Regions from separate parts of the Mus musculus genome. Here region 1 is linked to region 2. Evidence: chromatin contacts called from public HiChIP or PLAC-seq data. All regions are on one chromosome and are shown on one strand. Each heading gives the region's core, a stretch centred on a gene start, on an enhancer-like site or on the middle of the called end of the contact. The rest is flanking DNA. Distances are from core to core; before and after follow the strand shown.

Region 1 (2,700 bases), core at 13-2,512, 82 kb after region 2:
TCTGGTCATTGTGCCTTGTCACACCAATATAAAAGCAGAATAGGACAGAGACACTGTGATTGTCTGGATCCCCTTCTCGACCCTACTGCTCCTCTGAGCCTCCACCACCCTAGTTCAGTGCTTGAAACCAGAGTCACAGCTCTCTTCAAATTCTGCGGAGATTCATGGGGCCTCCTAGTCTCTTGATCTTCCTATACGCAGAGTCCTTCTCCCTGGCTCCTCCTTGGCATCTTGTGACTACAGCTCTACCACCATAGACACCACTTGTCAACTACTGTCTCCATTTTTCCAATCCCTTATTGACCAGTCCTCAGCCTAACCTGTTCGTAGCTTCCCTCAGTGTGTTCAACGTCCCTGTCTCACTTGCAGCCTCTCTATCAAAACACAGAGTAGTCAGAATCCCAAATTCTGAGTTTTCCAAACATCTGATTCACCTCAGACCTTCTGGAACCTACTTGAGAGCCAGAGGTCTGCAGAAGCGTCAACAAAAGCAGCAGTGTTAAAGACCCACTGTCTAGAAGCCCTTCAGCACTGGACGGACACCCTCCTCACCCCTCTACACCAAAGCAGAAACTTGTCTCTTATAAGAGGCCTCTTTAGGCTATACCCGTCACTGACTCATCAGGGTCATGGTCACCGTCTCCCCAACCCCCACCTTCTGGACATCTGGCCGCACCCCTGTTATGATCCCATTCAGTGTGGCATCTGCCTTAGTGAAAAACAAACCCCAAGGCCCCGCGGCTTGTCCTGGTTCTTCCTCCGGGGCCGTTGTACTCCAGGTTCCCAGGCTTCAAGTCCTTGATCATGCCCAGAACTCTTGTCTAACCCGGCTGTCTTTAGTCCTTTTCCAAGTCGCCTCTCCATTTGCACCTGCTACAACCGAGGCCTGACAATGGCTCCTACACTGTAGTCGCAAAGTCACGCCTCGCCCCTCCCCGGCTCTGGCTCCCCTTGGCCCACCCTCTCCGGCGCATGCGGGTCTCCTGGCCCTGGAGGGCGGGCTCAGGAGACGGTCCTAGCTTGACCTGGATCCCTAACTCTGTGCACACTGGCGGACGCTCTTCCAGCAAGCAGACGGTCAGACGGCGAGCCGCCTAGGGGGCGCCACTCTGCACTAGGGCATCCAGAGCGCGCCACTGGCCCCGCCCACACCCAGCCTCCAGCCACGCCCGTACTGCCCAGCCTTGCCCACCCCCAGTCTCAATTGGTCCCGCCTGTCTGGATATCCTAGTTCTGATTGGCTGGCCTAAGAATCCGTCAGACTGAGCGCCGCGGCGGCGGCGGCGGCGGTGGCAGCAGCGGAGCAGAAGGGAACCGGACCGGAAGGGTCGCAGCGCCCCGCGCCCCTCACACCCACTGCGACGGCGACGGGGCGGAGCAGAGCGGGGCGGGGCGACCGGGTCCAGGTCGTGGAGCTGGGTGCCGCCAGAACGCATCGCCGCCAGCGTGCCCTCCCTCTGCCTCCGGCGCGGCGGCGCGGAGCCGAGGTGAGCCGGGCGGGCGGCTAGGCCTGGCGGGGCTGCTCGGGCCACGCAGGGCCTGGGGTGCGGGGCTCAGGGGGTGGACTGCTCGGTACTGCCCGGCTATCCACGGTTCCGCGGTCGTTCTCTCCCGCCTGGTGTGTGCAGCCCCAGGGCTGCAGGCCGGCTGTCTGGCCGGGCCCCAGCAGACCTGCCCGCAGGGATCTGTGGGCGCCTTTCCTCCAGCTGTGAGGCACGTCGCTGCACCCCGCTGCATGCCCTGGAGCCTGAGCTCTGGTCCCCGCGACCTTGGCGGTGACTGCGACCCTCACTGGCCCTCTGCTTTCCCCTCGGGAGTAATGGTAGAATGTCTAGGGTTTGGTCGGGGTTGTTAACGGGCAGTGTAACTGTCTCAAAGCGTTAGGGCAGAGAAGCCTAAGGCGCACATTTGAGAGCATCTGAGTGGGTAAATAAATGCTCCCTTGCTGATGTGAGTGTCGTAGGAACTCCCCCTCATCCGCTTAGAGTCCTCCCCCACTTCTGCCCCCCCTCCCGAGCCTTGTCATTCATCTTCAGTGCCCAGCAAAGCCAGAGTGGGCCCTGCCCACCTCCTCCGCCACTCCTTCCCCTCTTAACAGAAGCAGATCTCTGCTCTCCTATCCTAAGCTCACCTGCCTTGGGCATGCCAAAATCATTTATTTACCTCAGGACCTTTGCACTTCGATTTCTCTATGTTCAGAGTTGTCTATAAGATTTTTACCCAGCTGTCTTCTCTCACATCGCTTCCTCCTGTGGTTCAGTGTCTTGTTATAGGCGAGGCCTACCTAGCTTGACCACCCTTTTCCCTCGCTTAGTCATTCTCGCTCATCAGTTTCTTTAATTTTCCATCCAGTACCTACTCTGGATTGATGCTATCTGATTTATTGCCCCGTCCTTTTTGTATAGCATGGTGAGTACAGGTAGTTGTTTCATCTGTAAAGTCAGATCAGTGAATGAACAGTAAGACCATCCCTGCCTATTATTATCTCTGCTTTGTCCATTTTGTTGGTGACTTTAACTTGTGAAACTTGTAAGCAAACAGACGCTGATTCTCACTTTGTGAAATATTTTCATGTTTTTAATCTCTTTCTAGTAGCTGTCAGAACAATTTGTGATAAAAAAAATACGTTTTGGTAAGAGTTTTGCTCTGGCTTCCTTCCACACATTCAGGAGTTATCTACTGGATTCTGTATTATCTAGG
Region 2 (2,700 bases), core at 99-2,598:
GGAGGCAGATGAGATGAGATGCAGGGCAATGCAAGCCACAGTGCCCAAGGATGGCCACAAGGAACACTAGATAGTATTAATGAGGGAGCCAAAGGCAACCCCTGCAGCTCAGCAGACACAACTGCATCTTCCTTACAGGAGCCTGTGTCTCCAGTGTCTTCTCAAGGCTGGTAGCTCTCTCCACTCCCTGCTTCCCCAGCCTGGCCTCCTATTGCTCTGCCTTGTCCAGCTGAGCTCCATGCTGTGTCTGGAAGTCATTAATGAACAGCAGGGGCCTCTGGCTGTCTGCACAGCCAGTTAAACCCTGGGGTGAGGGCATGAAAGGATTCACAGTCCTACCCCAGAGAAACAGTGAGCTGGGGTGAGGGTTGGGGTGTCCTGGAGGCTTGAGAGGGAGAACAGGAAAATGAGTAAATGTGTGGGTTTGAGGGGCTGCAGATCTTTTCACAGAAGGAAGGGAATAGTGTTGGTCTGAGCTGGCTAGTCAGCAGAGGCGAGGGATCCTGCAGGCCCCCTGCCTACAACTCTGCATCCTTGCAAAGGAGAACCTCCACCGAGGTCCATGGTGGACCTTGGGTGATGAAGATCTTTGCCTTTCTGGGACCCTCCTCCAATCTGAACAAACAACTCAGAAGTGTTGGAGCAGGTGACTGAGAATAGACCACAGGCTAGGGCAGCCAGAGAAGAGAAGGCCAGAGGGTCAAGTCACATGAGAGTGCCCACGTGGGCATGCAGAGCTGGAGCCTTGGAGGGAGAGAGGAACAAACCTCACACTCCCTTCCTCCTCCAAGAATACTATTGCTTGGACTGAGGGAGCTTTGACATGGGGTGCGAGTTGTGGCCCCTGCCACAGTAGAGACCTAGCCTGGAGGGGTCTGCCTTCACTGCCAGGGTTACTATTAATGTTAGCCCATTTTACGGACAGGAAAGTGTGGTTAAGAAGACAAGGTTATGTGTGCAAGGTCACATAGATCAGAACTGCAGCTGTTTGGACCTGTCAACTTCAAGGTCCCCAAGCCCTGGGAAGAGCCCTAAAGGGAAAGTAGTATTAAAATGTGCTCCCAAAAACCAGAGCCCCCACCAAACTCCTGGGCTGCCAAGCAAACCATTTTTACTCCAGAAGAAGTGAGGGTCCCTCCCTCCTGCCCACTTCCCCTCCCTGACAACCTCCGCCCCCCCCCTCCGTCCCCCCCCTGCTCCCAGGGTGCTGGCTGAGTTCTCTAGCACATTCTTGGCTGCCCCTTGTTCCAGGCTCCCCAGGGGCAGATCTTTCCGGTCCCTTCCTGTTCCAGCTCACCAGCACTGGCTGCAGACTCACAGTTGAAAGGGCCAGGTGCTCAAACTTGGAGCTTGGCTGAACAAGGTTTCTGTTCTTTCTCTGAGAGCTGGGGGCTGGGCTGGGAGATCTCCTCACCAGTGAGAGGAGGGGCTTAACTTAGCCAAAGCCTTCAGCAGCAGAAAAAGCCCGCGATTCTCAGAAGAGGGGCCTTCTCCATTTCAGAACTCAGTGTTCCAAGTTGGAAACTAGTTTCTGTGTTCATCGTAGAATTTTGGCAAGGACTAGGTGCGGTTTCGCAGGATGGAGGGGCTTCCAAGTGTCACCAAGAAGTGTCTCCTGGACTCTGTGAGCTTCCTCCCCAGTTTATAGATTCTGTACCAAGGATAGACACCAGGGATCAGGGCCAAGGATAGACACCAGGGATCAGGGCCCCTCCAAAGTCACTTTCTGAGAAAGATCTTTTTGAATTATCTGGTGAATGTCTTCCTTGCTGCATTTTGGGTTTCTTGCTTGCTTTGTTGTTGTTGTTTGGTTACAATAAAAATAATTTTACTTTAAAAATGCAAAAGAAAAATGTCACTGTTGGATTATTTGGAGTTTATTGAAATTGGAATTCAGAGAAACTATTCAGGAACTTTGTTTAAAAGTAACTTTCTCTCTCTCTCTCTCTCTCTCTCTCTCTCTCTCTCTCTGTGTGTGTGTGTGTGTGTGTGTGTGTGTGTGTGTGTGTGTGTGTGCACCTGTGCACCTGCTTGTCTGTATGTGCACCATTTGCTTGCCATACCTGTGGAAGCCAGAGGAAGATGGCAGATCCATTGGAACTGAAGTTACAGGCAACTGTGAGCCACTCAGTGTGGGTGCTGGGAACCCAACCAAGGCCCTTTCCCAGAGCAGCAAGTGTTCTTAACTGCTGAGCCACCTCTGCAGCCCTTCAGTCTTAATGTATAAAGAGACTGAGTTGGCTTTTCTTTGTCTCTGTGTCTGTGGTGTGTGTTGTGCTCCTGTGTATAGACACGAAAGCCAGAGGTTGCTGGTGGTGGTTCACTCTTTGCTTTATCTTTTGAGACCAGGTTCCCCACTGAACCAAGATATCACCAAGTTAGGCAGACTCATACTCCAGCCACAATGATCCTCCTATCTCTGCCCTTCCCTTACACTGTGCACAGTGCTGGGATTACAGGCAGGCAACCAAGCCCAACTGTTTATATGGGGCTAGGGATCCAAAGCCAGGTCCCCAGGCTTTACACAAGTCCTCTTTCACACCGAGGACCTCCCACCCTGGGAAATGTCTATTCTGCTTGTGATTTTTGTTGGTTACAGTCTAAAAACAGGCAGTTCATCGCCTTGAGTCTCTGATAAAGCAGCTTATCATGATGGAACACAACTGTCCACCTAGTAAACAGGAAGCAAAGAGACAGGAA

The links. HiChIP or PLAC-seq counts read pairs in DNA pulled down with a chosen protein or histone mark.
Region 1: a contact with region 2 is called in an H3K27ac HiChIP or PLAC-seq map of embryonic stem cells, with 18 read pairs. The contact joins the promoter of Mapk9 here to the enhancer-like site in region 2. A contact is called at or near these places in 4 of 39 promoter capture datasets (cranial neural crest, frontonasal cranial neural crest, pre-B cells and 1 more), 1 of 15 datasets of contacts at CTCF or cohesin (the NIH/3T3 cell line), 6 of 484 Hi-C or Micro-C datasets (DN3 thymocytes, the G1E-ER4 cell line, the N1E-115 cell line and 2 more), 13 of 115 datasets of contacts at active chromatin or transcription factors (double positive thymocytes, embryonic forebrain, embryonic hindbrain and 5 more) and 3 of 9 other capture datasets (adipose tissue, liver and pancreatic islet).

What each region holds. Positions count from the first base shown.
Region 1 is chr11:49,845,489-49,848,188 of GRCm38.p6, forward strand. Mapk9 (mitogen-activated protein kinase 9) reads left to right here and starts at 1,263. Exons shown (of 12, transcript NM_207692.2): 1 at 1,263-1,487. Gm36507 (a long non-coding RNA gene) reads right to left here and starts at 809. Exons shown (of 4, transcript XR_003949545.1): 1 at 727-809.
Region 2 is chr11:49,763,478-49,766,177 of GRCm38.p6, forward strand. No RefSeq gene overlaps it. Among named protein-coding and RNA genes, the nearest start is that of Gfpt2, 29 kb to the right of the region's middle. Within about 2 kb of position 1,349, at least 139 of the 459 cell types and tissues checked have an H3K27ac peak or open chromatin away from gene starts, as enhancers often do. A contact at or near this core is called in DN3 thymocytes, the N1E-115 cell line, adipose tissue and 5 more, where this site is marked.